Linked DNA regions of Mus musculus: regions 1 and 2 are each linked to region 3. Evidence: chromatin contacts called from public promoter capture Hi-C data. All regions are on one chromosome and are shown on one strand. Each heading gives the region's core, a stretch centred on a gene start, on an enhancer-like site or on the middle of the called end of the contact. The rest is flanking DNA. Distances are from core to core; before and after follow the strand shown.

Region 1 (3,226 bases), core at 454-2,953, 1.5 Mb before region 3:
TGCAGCCAGAACTTGTCAAGAAGACAAATAGGGATGCATCGACCTGACTCACATGCATAAACAGACTGGGGACAACTCTGATCTTGCAGGCCATTTGTTTGGTTAGAAGTCGGATGCTTACAGTATATTCCAAAAGAACAAAGGTGACCTTAGAGGAAACCAGCCATTTGGAATCCAATTAATCAAGCGTCAGGGCAGTTTGGCATCCAAGAGCTAGAATCATCACAATCTGACAGCTTCTCATGGAGGAGTAGCATTCAGATAAGGATATGGAAGAGGTGTTACCTTGTGGACGATCTCTTGGGAACAACAGAGAATTTCAACTTTCAAAGCTAAGCAGATTTGAGCGTTGCAGAAGTCCTTTGTAGAAAGGGAAGGAAAAAAAAAACCTACCTAAAATGTCATATTTACTGAAGATTGAAAAAGCAACCCTTTGTCAGGCTGAAACACCATGCCACTAGAGTACTTGAAATTTGAGATCATGTGCCTTCAGTGACTCTGATCCTAACAAAATTTAACAGTCGGGGAGGTCACTTATTTTGTCAGCATATTACAGTCAACAGACTCAAAATCTATATTTAAAAAGAACCGATCTAATTTTCAGCCACCCAGGCAACACACACAGATGCTTAGCACTCATCTTCATTAGCCTCAGAGGAGAAACTTCTTACCTTTGACCTAGAATTTATTTAATCTTTTAGGACAGAGCCGGAGACTCCCAATCTAAATTCCAGGTATTTAATATGCTCGGCTGCTGCTCTCTGCTTCCTGGTGATAATTTTATTAGTAGCTCTTAACACCTATTGTACTAAATTGCCATATTAATATTAATATCAGAGTGTGAAGAATTCAACTGATAAATGGTATGCAAATTAGCTTAATGCAGACTTTAATGGGTTAGAGCACTAAAAAGTTCTTGGAGACAAAGTAACCAAAGAGCTAAAGGATCAACTTGTCCTCACTGAAAGGAAAAAGTTACAAGGAAAAGAGAAATACTTTAAAGTACGTGTGAGTCATTTTTAATCAAAATAATAATTATTGCTGGCCCGATCTTTGATTATACTACGGACAACAAATAGGAAATACTTTTAAAAGGTTTGTCCTTATTTTTAATGATCCGTATACATGTGTGTCTCTGTGCAAGTTTGTACACGTGAATATAGGTGCCCGAAGGAGTCCCAGAAGAGGGTGAGTTGGATCTAGGCATTTGCAAAAAGAAGAGTTGGTCAGGGTTATGATAGAAACCATGCATCCCCAAACCAAAGAATATCAAGGACTGCTGGCAATTACTGGAAGCCAGAAGAGGAAGGATTCCTCATGCCCAGCCATTCTTGAAAGCATCTTGCTTTCAATACTAAACAGGAAGTGCTCTGAGCTCGCGGAAGGAAGGGGGAAATGCGTTGACATGGATCAGTATTTTCAGGACCCTCTTAGAAACCCCACCACCAACAGCAGAGCTGACATTCCACAGCACATGCCAGGCCCTTACTCTTAGGTCGTAGAGAAGTGGCCTCCAAAGCAGCAGTGTTGATGAGGATGACTCTAAGTCGACCCCAATGGAGCGCGGTTTTTCCAAGGAAACAGAAACAGAAAGTCTTTTTCAGAAGCCTTTGCTGGTTTAGCTGAATGCTCCTGACCACAGCTTCCAGCTAACTTTGAAACACTTCTGACCACAGCTGTAGCACTTCCACTCTCTGAGCAGCTGCTCCTCACCACAGGTCCCGGTGTAACACCACAAGTGATTGCAGCTGGCTTCTGTTCTCTACTGTCCAAGGCAGCCAGTCACTTTCTTTTTATGAAAACTGATCTTTCTCTCCACAGAGAATGGCTGTGTTCAGTGGTTTCTTGCAGTACCTGCTTACTCTTAACTGTAGGTGGCCCCTGCCTCACAAATGACTCCTTTGGTGGCTTTGGTAGTGGCTTGGAGGTGGGGAAGAGATTTTTTTTAGTATCTTCCTTTTTTTTCACCCAGAAGAGAGGTGTAAGACCCCCTTTTGGGGACCCCCACTCTAGTCTCGGGAGAGAGAGAGCACAAAAAGAAACACGAGAATCCTTTCTTGCTGTAAACACAGGAGGCAGTTTAATGGCAGAGCTCCAGGTGGAAACATATCTCATGCAGGAGACAGTGGATTCCACCCCGAGGCTCGAAAGCTAGGGGTTTTTATGGGGTAAGGGGTTTAGGGGTGTGGAATTCAGCATAGTGACACACTATTGGCTTATTCAAACATCAGCAGAAAAATTACATGTACGTGCAGGATGTCAGAGTTTTGTGAGCTATTGACTCAGTTCAGATAGCCCTGTTATGTCTTCACATTCCTCTTTATCTCTATGGTCAAGCTGTTCCCAGGAATGTTTTAACTATGGGGCATGCCCCGGTTTGTTTTTCTTTTTTTCTCAGCCCCAGGCAGCCTCTAGGCTCACAAACAACCAGCAATTTCTGAGTACTTTATATGACTTACAGGTCTTGAAATTTCACCTTTCTTTCAGAGGAAGGGATTAAATGACCACTATGAATGTTGTATGTAGATTCCTGGGGGACCATCTCCCCTCCCCCATGGGGTTCCTTTCCTCTCTGAGATCTGTTTTGTAGGGGAGAGCAGCCAAGTCAGCTTTGGAGAAAGCTTCTTGACTCTTACTTTGGGATGTGGTCCTATTTAACAGATCTTATTCTTGAATTGTCTCAGGAAGCCTGAGGGTAGGAGGCATACAAGCTTTCTCTACTCTCAGTGCCAGAAGTCCATGGGTGGCTTGCGTGGGAGGATGATGGACCAGTGAATCCTAGAGGAGATGCCAACTCAACTCTAATTACACTAGGAAAATATGTTTTCTCAGGGCCTTTCCTGCTCATTTTTTTCTCATTTTGTATTACAAGATCTTTATGATGTTGTCAAGGATTTAGGATTAACGAGAGGAGGAAGGGCTGCATTTAATATGCAAAATGCAGGAAGATTTCTACCAGGTGGCTGTGGCTCGTGGCCTGAAGTGGGTGTCCACCCCCCACTCCCCTGCATTGGAGACTTACAGAAGCAGCGTCTACACATCCCTGTGTAGGGTGAGGAAGGAGAAGGAAGACCCTAAGGTTTTGACATCAACTATAAGATCAGGGTCAGCTGTGTTGTGTGTGATTCATCTCAAAACTAGGCATTCTTAAAAGAATGCGGTGGTTGCCAGCAGTACCTCCTAGGACCCGGATCAGTCCCTGCTACACTGTGCAAACTGAGAAGTG
Region 2 (3,185 bases), core at 13-2,512, 1.1 Mb before region 3:
AGCTGCTGCACTCACAAACTGCCCAGAAACAATCTTCTCTCTTAGATACCTGAGTTAGGGACTACTGTGTGCTCTGACCTGGAAACCTGGCCAGTGCTCTGGTCCAAGCCATGCACACCATACAAACACATCTTGATGCTACCCTTCTAAACCCTGCTTGCTTTCCTCCGGACTACCTGCTAGGTCACCTTTTCCAGGGCCATCTGTTCATCATTCCCATCTCTAAACTGTGCCTCACACGGTCTCACTGCCTGGCTTCTGTCTAGAGCCGCAAATGTGCAAGGGTCTGCTTTCTCGACCCAAGGAGCTCTGCCTTAAGCAGCTCTTTGACCAGACTGACTCGCTCCCCATCCAAGCCAATGAGGAAAGGCTTGCTTTCAGCTTCTTGCCCCATTCAGCTCTTTGTCAAGGACAGTGATCCTGCTGCCACCACAGATCCCGAACTTTCATCACTCTTCAGAAAGCGCTTTGTCTCTTTAAAGGAGACTGGGGACGAATATTAATGATTCCAGTAGATTCTAACAGCAAAGCTATCAAATTCTCCCAAGTCCATGCCAGCGATGGTCTCAGTGACGTTCTGGAGCCGAACTCTTAAGATAGCCAGCTCCCTCCCATAGCGAGCGCACCACGGAGCCACAGACTAAGGAACCTGACCTGCCTACTCCCCAGCCCCCGCCAGAATCTTCAAGGAAAACCGTAGAAAAAGGTCTCAGGGAGCGATCCTGGAACCACCTTCTCCTCTGCCCCAGCCCTCCGGACACAGTCTGCTTCTGAAGCCCAGGGGAAGCAGTCACCTTGACACCCCGTGCCAGGGTCTTCCAAGATTTGGAAAACCCGGGGACCCACCCCCTGGATGAGCATCCTTCCCGCAGACACAGGCGAAGTTAGCACTGGGTGTAAAATGAAGCAGGGCGAGGCAGGGGCAGTGGGCACCTACCTGGGATGGCTAAATTGGTGAGGGGGATGCTGTGGATGCTCTCAGGCAGAGTTGCCATCCAGTCGGCGAATTTCAGCTCGTTTTTCCCCTGAGATGAGGCCATGGTGCCGGTCTGCTTGCCGCCGCGCTAGTCGCCACACTCCTAGGCACAGGCTGGCAGCTGCTGCCGTTAAGCCAATGTTTGCTTCGGCCCCGCTAGAGTTTACACTCCGCTCTGCGCCACACCCACAGGATGGCGCAGACACATGCTCATTTTAATAATTATTCAAAAACACCCCATGCTCCCTCCTTGCCTTGCCAGACTCCACTGCCGGGGCTTTTGTTCCTGACGTCCGTGCTCTGCTCTCTGCTCTTTCCCCTCCCTCCAGACTCCCTCCTCCCGTCTCACCCCTCCTAGGTGGCTCTGCCTTTCTTTGCCATTTTGCAGCTTCCCACCTCTTCTTGTTATTAGTCCTTCATCCTTAAAACAAACAAACAAACAAACATACAAAAATAAAATTTAAAAACTTCGTTTTCCGAGCTGCTTTGTCCCTCGTCTTTCTCTGTCCCTTGGTGAGAGTTCCTAGTCCAGTTTGCATGAAAGGCAGTCTTGCGGTCGAATCTAAAAATCCTGGTAGACTTTGGCATGTTGTTACCTCCTGAAGAGCAAATTCATCTTTGGCTCTCAACACTTTCCATTCTTCCCAAAGAGTGTTCCTTTCCCTAAGCCACAAAAGAGTGTGCCCTTTCTCAGCAAAGAGTCCTCCGACTTATTTATACAAAATGGAGGTCTTTATTTATCACTTTGCCTGATGTTTTAAGGAGCTGATTGATACACGTGGTGAGCAGGAAGGACAGTATATTCTCTTCTATATTAATCCCTGGTCCCAGGCATTTCACGGGTCAAGGGGCACTGCCACAGGTTGTGAAGACCTTCATTGATGCAGTTCCTTTCTGGGTTTCACGGCACTCAGGAAAAGATGAAAGTCTGGGACTGGAAGGAACCACGTCTCCCAATGACATGCTGTAATTACTGCCAGTAGCATTTGGTGGAATGTATTTGGCACCACTTGAAGTGATCTATGTGATTGTTTGGATCTTCATTCCTTGGCAGACTAAAGAGATGTGTCTCTCCAGAGAGAAATCGCTCATGTGGCTCCAGAGAAATGTCTGGGTCCACCTGTTCCGCAGTGAGAAAGAGAAAGAATCTAACCTTACAAATGTGGCAAGACCAGCATTGGCCTGAACAGGACTGTATGAGTCAGAGTGACCATGTGCTAGGCCATTACCACTCAGAGACTAAGGATGGGCAAAAGGAGCTGGCTTTCCTATGGAGGGACGTGTAAATTCTATTCCCAGAGGAAATCCTATTAGGCTGAAGAAATTAGAATCAAGGTTGGAGAGACAGCACTGAGCAACATGAGAGTAATCATTTCAGTTCAGTAAACCCATTTAACATTTTAAAAGCCCCAGAGCCTTTTTATTTTGTGCAAGGATGCTGTGACCAAAGAAAATTCCCTATCTATTCGAAATTACTTTGGGGGAAGGTAGAGGGAGGAGAGAGGATGTCTAACTCTTTTGATCAAATTTTCTTACTCTCCCCATGGAAACAGTCCATCGTGTCTTGAAGACATGGTTGGTCTATCTTTAGGAATGAGGATGAGATGTACTGAAACTTCTGCTCAGAGAACTCTTTACATTCTCGGTAGCACAGCACATCCTTGTATGCTTTTAGCTAGAATGCGAATCATCTCTGCTTGTTGGCAAAGAGATTTATAAGCCCCGCTCTTCTGACTAATGCCAGTGTTTTAAGGGTAACACATTGAGGCAGCAACTCAGAATCACACTGGAGAGTTAGCCACACTGTGTGTGAGCAAAGTCCTCCAGTGCCTGTTAGTCCTGTGTTTTCCATTACACAGTCATGACTACTGAGAGACTTGTGGTGACACTTTCAGGTGTGCTTGCTGAAATAGCAGGATCTGCACCCTCACTTTTCCTTGTCTATTTGGAGACTATTCTAGACTTTGAAAGTATTCTTTCCAGGGTGGTCAATTAATTATGCAACCTGTGAGGTATTGTTCTGTAAGATGTACTTCAAAAATACTCTTTATCCAAATGTATTGTGAGGATGTGTCCTAAAAAGTTTAGGAAACAGTTTATAAAAGACGATTGTCCTAAAGTAGAATTGCCTCTTCTTTGGGAAACTTCAGTGTTTGCTCTTAAGGCCTTCAACTGATTGGATGAGGTCAATACATATGATGGCAGGTAA
Region 3 (3,021 bases), core at 74-2,573:
CTCAAAACACTAAACTAAATTCAGTCTTTATAGAACTGCAGCATGAAGACACGGCCCTTGATACTCTGCCATAAGGCAAATATTTTCAAATGGCTAAATGGCAGACATAAATGAGAAGACTATTTCACCCACGTTTCTAATGAAAAGAATGATCGAGGGACAAAGGAAAAGCTGGAGAAGATGAGTTTCCACTTGCAGAGTTTCCCATCATTAATCAATAGGCTGCTTGACTTTGCTTAAGGTTGCTTTTATGGAATAAGCTTTGCATTTTAACTGTAACTGTCGAAGAGCTATATAAAAAGAATGAAGGCAAATAACAAAATTAGATCCAGTAATAACTGGACAGTGGTTATAGCGATTACAGTCTTCAGTTGCAAGCCTAGATACCTGTTCATGCTCAAAACTACAATTGATTGTACTCCATTAAAAGGAAAGCAAGCATACTCTTTGCCACACATCCTCTCCCCTTGAACAACAAAGACCACAACAAAAACAGACCAGCATTTTAAAGCCCCTCATCCGCTGGGCTGTGGTGGCACATGCCTATAATCCCAGCACTTGGGAGGCAGAGACAGGAGGATTTCTGAGTTCGAGGCCAGCCTGGTCTACAGAGTGAGTTCCAGGACAGCCAGGGCTACACAGAGAAACCCTGTCAAAAAAAAAAAAAAAAAAAAAAAAAGCCCCTCATCCACCTTCAGGCTTCCACCCTCTACTTAAATTCAAAAGCTCCCCCACCGAAGGACACCACCTGGACTGCCTTAAAGCAAGGATGGAGCCCTGCCCTGGGGATGGAGCCTGCTCAGTCTGCTCCCTCCCAGTTCTGAAATTGCTTCCGAATTCCCTGGACACCTCTACAGTACAGTGCGGTGCGACAGGCGTCTGTCCCATCTCTGCTCTTGAAATCCACTAGCTTTCCCTCTTGTTTGTCCTCACTCTAACCCTTCGTGGGAAACCCTGGAATTTAGTGAGATAATATTGCCCATATGACACCACAGTTCCCTGCAGAGAGAAACAGCTGCATTTTACATTGCCCACAGTAAAGGACAAAAATCAACAACAATAAAAATATAAAATTAAAAAAAAAAGTTAACTGTTCTTCCCCGACACTTCTTGTTCATTAAACAAAAAAAATGCTTTTAATGTCTTTTAGTCATCTTTTTACTAAGTCTATTTTAAAGCGGGGGAGAAACGTATTTTACCTAAGAAAAAATATTTCCCAAACTGTAAAAGAATCAAGTCCTACTTACGCAACCCCTTCGGACTAGCTTCGTCCTGTCTCTTTGCTCTAGTTAGAGCAGCTCCCCAAAGCCACAGGCTGACACTGACTTTTATAGCCCTGTTGTTTACCTCGCCCTCTGAGGTGCAGTCCAAAGTTCGGTGCTCCCTCCCGCTGCGACCTTGCAAATGCAGCAAGCCCCTGAACAGTTTCCGATCACAATGAGAAGAAAGTTTAAACAGCTGAGGCAGTACTTACTGAGGGAAGACGGACGACTTTTGACGAGTTTCTAACTTATTTTCTGCTTTTGATCACCCTATAATCTAAGAATGGTACAGTCCAGGGTGGAAGGAAGGGCTAAGGGGAGAGAGGTCCTCCAAGTGCCTTTCCTTTCGAAACTACAATAGGGAAAAACATTTGCCTAGCCAGCAAGTTACACAGCTGTTTTAAAAGAAGGGAAAACATGTTTGTTTTCCTTTTCCTTTATGAAGAGGAAGTTCTATACTAAACCCACACTGAAAGCTTCTTTAGAAAAGTCACCTGCTGTCACATTATTTTGGTCTCCTGCTACTATAGACCTATCTTTGTTTGGCTGTGCTCAGCAGAATTTCAATTGGTATGCAATCCCGTGGGAGCTCTGTTCTTGCGGGTTTCCTTTAATATAATGAACTAAGAAAATCGTCTTCAATCTGAAAGAAACCAGGCCTCATTTAAAATGTATATAGTAGTGCTCATTCTTTTTGTGTATCTTTGTCTCTCGGTGTCTCTGTCTCTGTCTCTGTCTCTGTCTCTGTCTCTCTCTCTCTCTCTCTCTCTCTCTCACACACACACACACACACACAAACACACACTAAGGAAGGGGGAGGGGCAGCACATGGTTGCCTCAGGGCAAACATGGAGGTCAGAAGACACTTTTGTAGAGTTGCCTGCTCTCCTTTCTCCTTTAATTGGCTTCCCCTTTAACTGGGTTCCAGGAATCAAATTCGGGTCTTGCCCGGCAACAGCCTTTACCCTCTGAGCTACTTCCAGGGCTGAACCCACAGTTTTCTCACAGCTGTAGTGCTACTTATAAATCCCAACAGAGTCTCTTTTAGCTGTTGCTTCAGGGTTATGTTTTATGCTTTTTTTATTTCTCTTAAGAACTGTATGCATGTATACAATATATTTTGATCTAACTGGGACCCCCTACTGCCCACTCCAACTCTTCCCAGACCCCTCCCCAACACATTTTCCTCCCAGCTTCATATGGGGTTGTTTGGTTTGGTTTTGATTAGTTGGTTGGCTTTGTTACCGAGTGCAGTTAAGGCTGTTGATACCTGTACAGGCACGGGGCTGTCCATTAGAGCATGAGCAACCTAACACAAGCCATACCCTTGAAGAAAAATGACTCTCTCCCAGTGGCCATCAACTGCTAGTAGCTTTTCAGCCCTGGTGGGAGCCTCCTGAGTACTCCCCAACACATGAGGAAATGTAAACAGACTTGATTAACAACAGCTGTGTGGGTGGGTGCAGGAGCACAATCGTCCTATGGTATCCAAAAATCACTGCTTTGCAGCGGTCCTCCCCAACCTCTAGCTCTTACAAACTTTCCACCCCTTCTCCTGTGGTGCTCCCTGCATCTTGGGCAGTCCTCCCCAACTTTTGGCTATTATGAACTTTTCACCCCTTCTGTGATGCTCCCTGCATCTTGGGTGGTCCTCCCTAACCTCTGGCTATTTCAAACTTTCTACCTTTCTGTGGTGCTCTCTACATCTTGGATGAGGGAGTTGATAGAGATGTCAGACTGAAGACTCCACAGTCACTGA

Evidence for each region. Promoter capture Hi-C pulls out the DNA fragments that hold promoters and counts their contacts.
Region 1: a promoter capture Hi-C map of pre-B cells shows a contact between it and region 3, with 6 times the contacts expected there. The contact joins the enhancer-like site here to the promoter of Selenop in region 3. A contact is called at or near these places in 3 of 39 promoter capture datasets (embryonic stem cells, hippocampal neurons and pre-B cells) and 1 of 115 datasets of contacts at active chromatin or transcription factors (large pre-B cells).
Region 2: a contact with region 3 is called in a promoter capture Hi-C map of hippocampal neurons, with 3 times the contacts expected there. The contact joins the promoter of Plcxd3 here to the promoter of Selenop in region 3. A contact is called at or near these places in 2 of 39 promoter capture datasets (cranial neural crest and hippocampal neurons).

The regions. Positions count from the first base shown.
Region 1 is chr15:4,815,413-4,818,638 of GRCm38.p6, reverse strand. No RefSeq gene overlaps it. Among named protein-coding and RNA genes, the nearest start is that of Mroh2b, 82 kb to the left of the region's middle. Within about 2 kb of position 1,703, at least 89 of the 459 cell types and tissues checked have an H3K27ac peak or open chromatin away from gene starts, as enhancers often do.
Region 2 is chr15:4,373,568-4,376,752 of GRCm38.p6, reverse strand. It overlaps Plcxd3 (phosphatidylinositol-specific phospholipase C, X domain containing 3), which reads right to left and starts at 1,262. Exons shown (of 3, transcript NM_177355.3): 1 at 938-1,262. The coding sequence starts at 1,040.
Region 3 is chr15:3,269,279-3,272,299 of GRCm38.p6, reverse strand. Selenop (selenoprotein P) reads right to left here and starts at 1,323. Exons shown (of 5, transcript NM_009155.4): 1 at 1,248-1,323.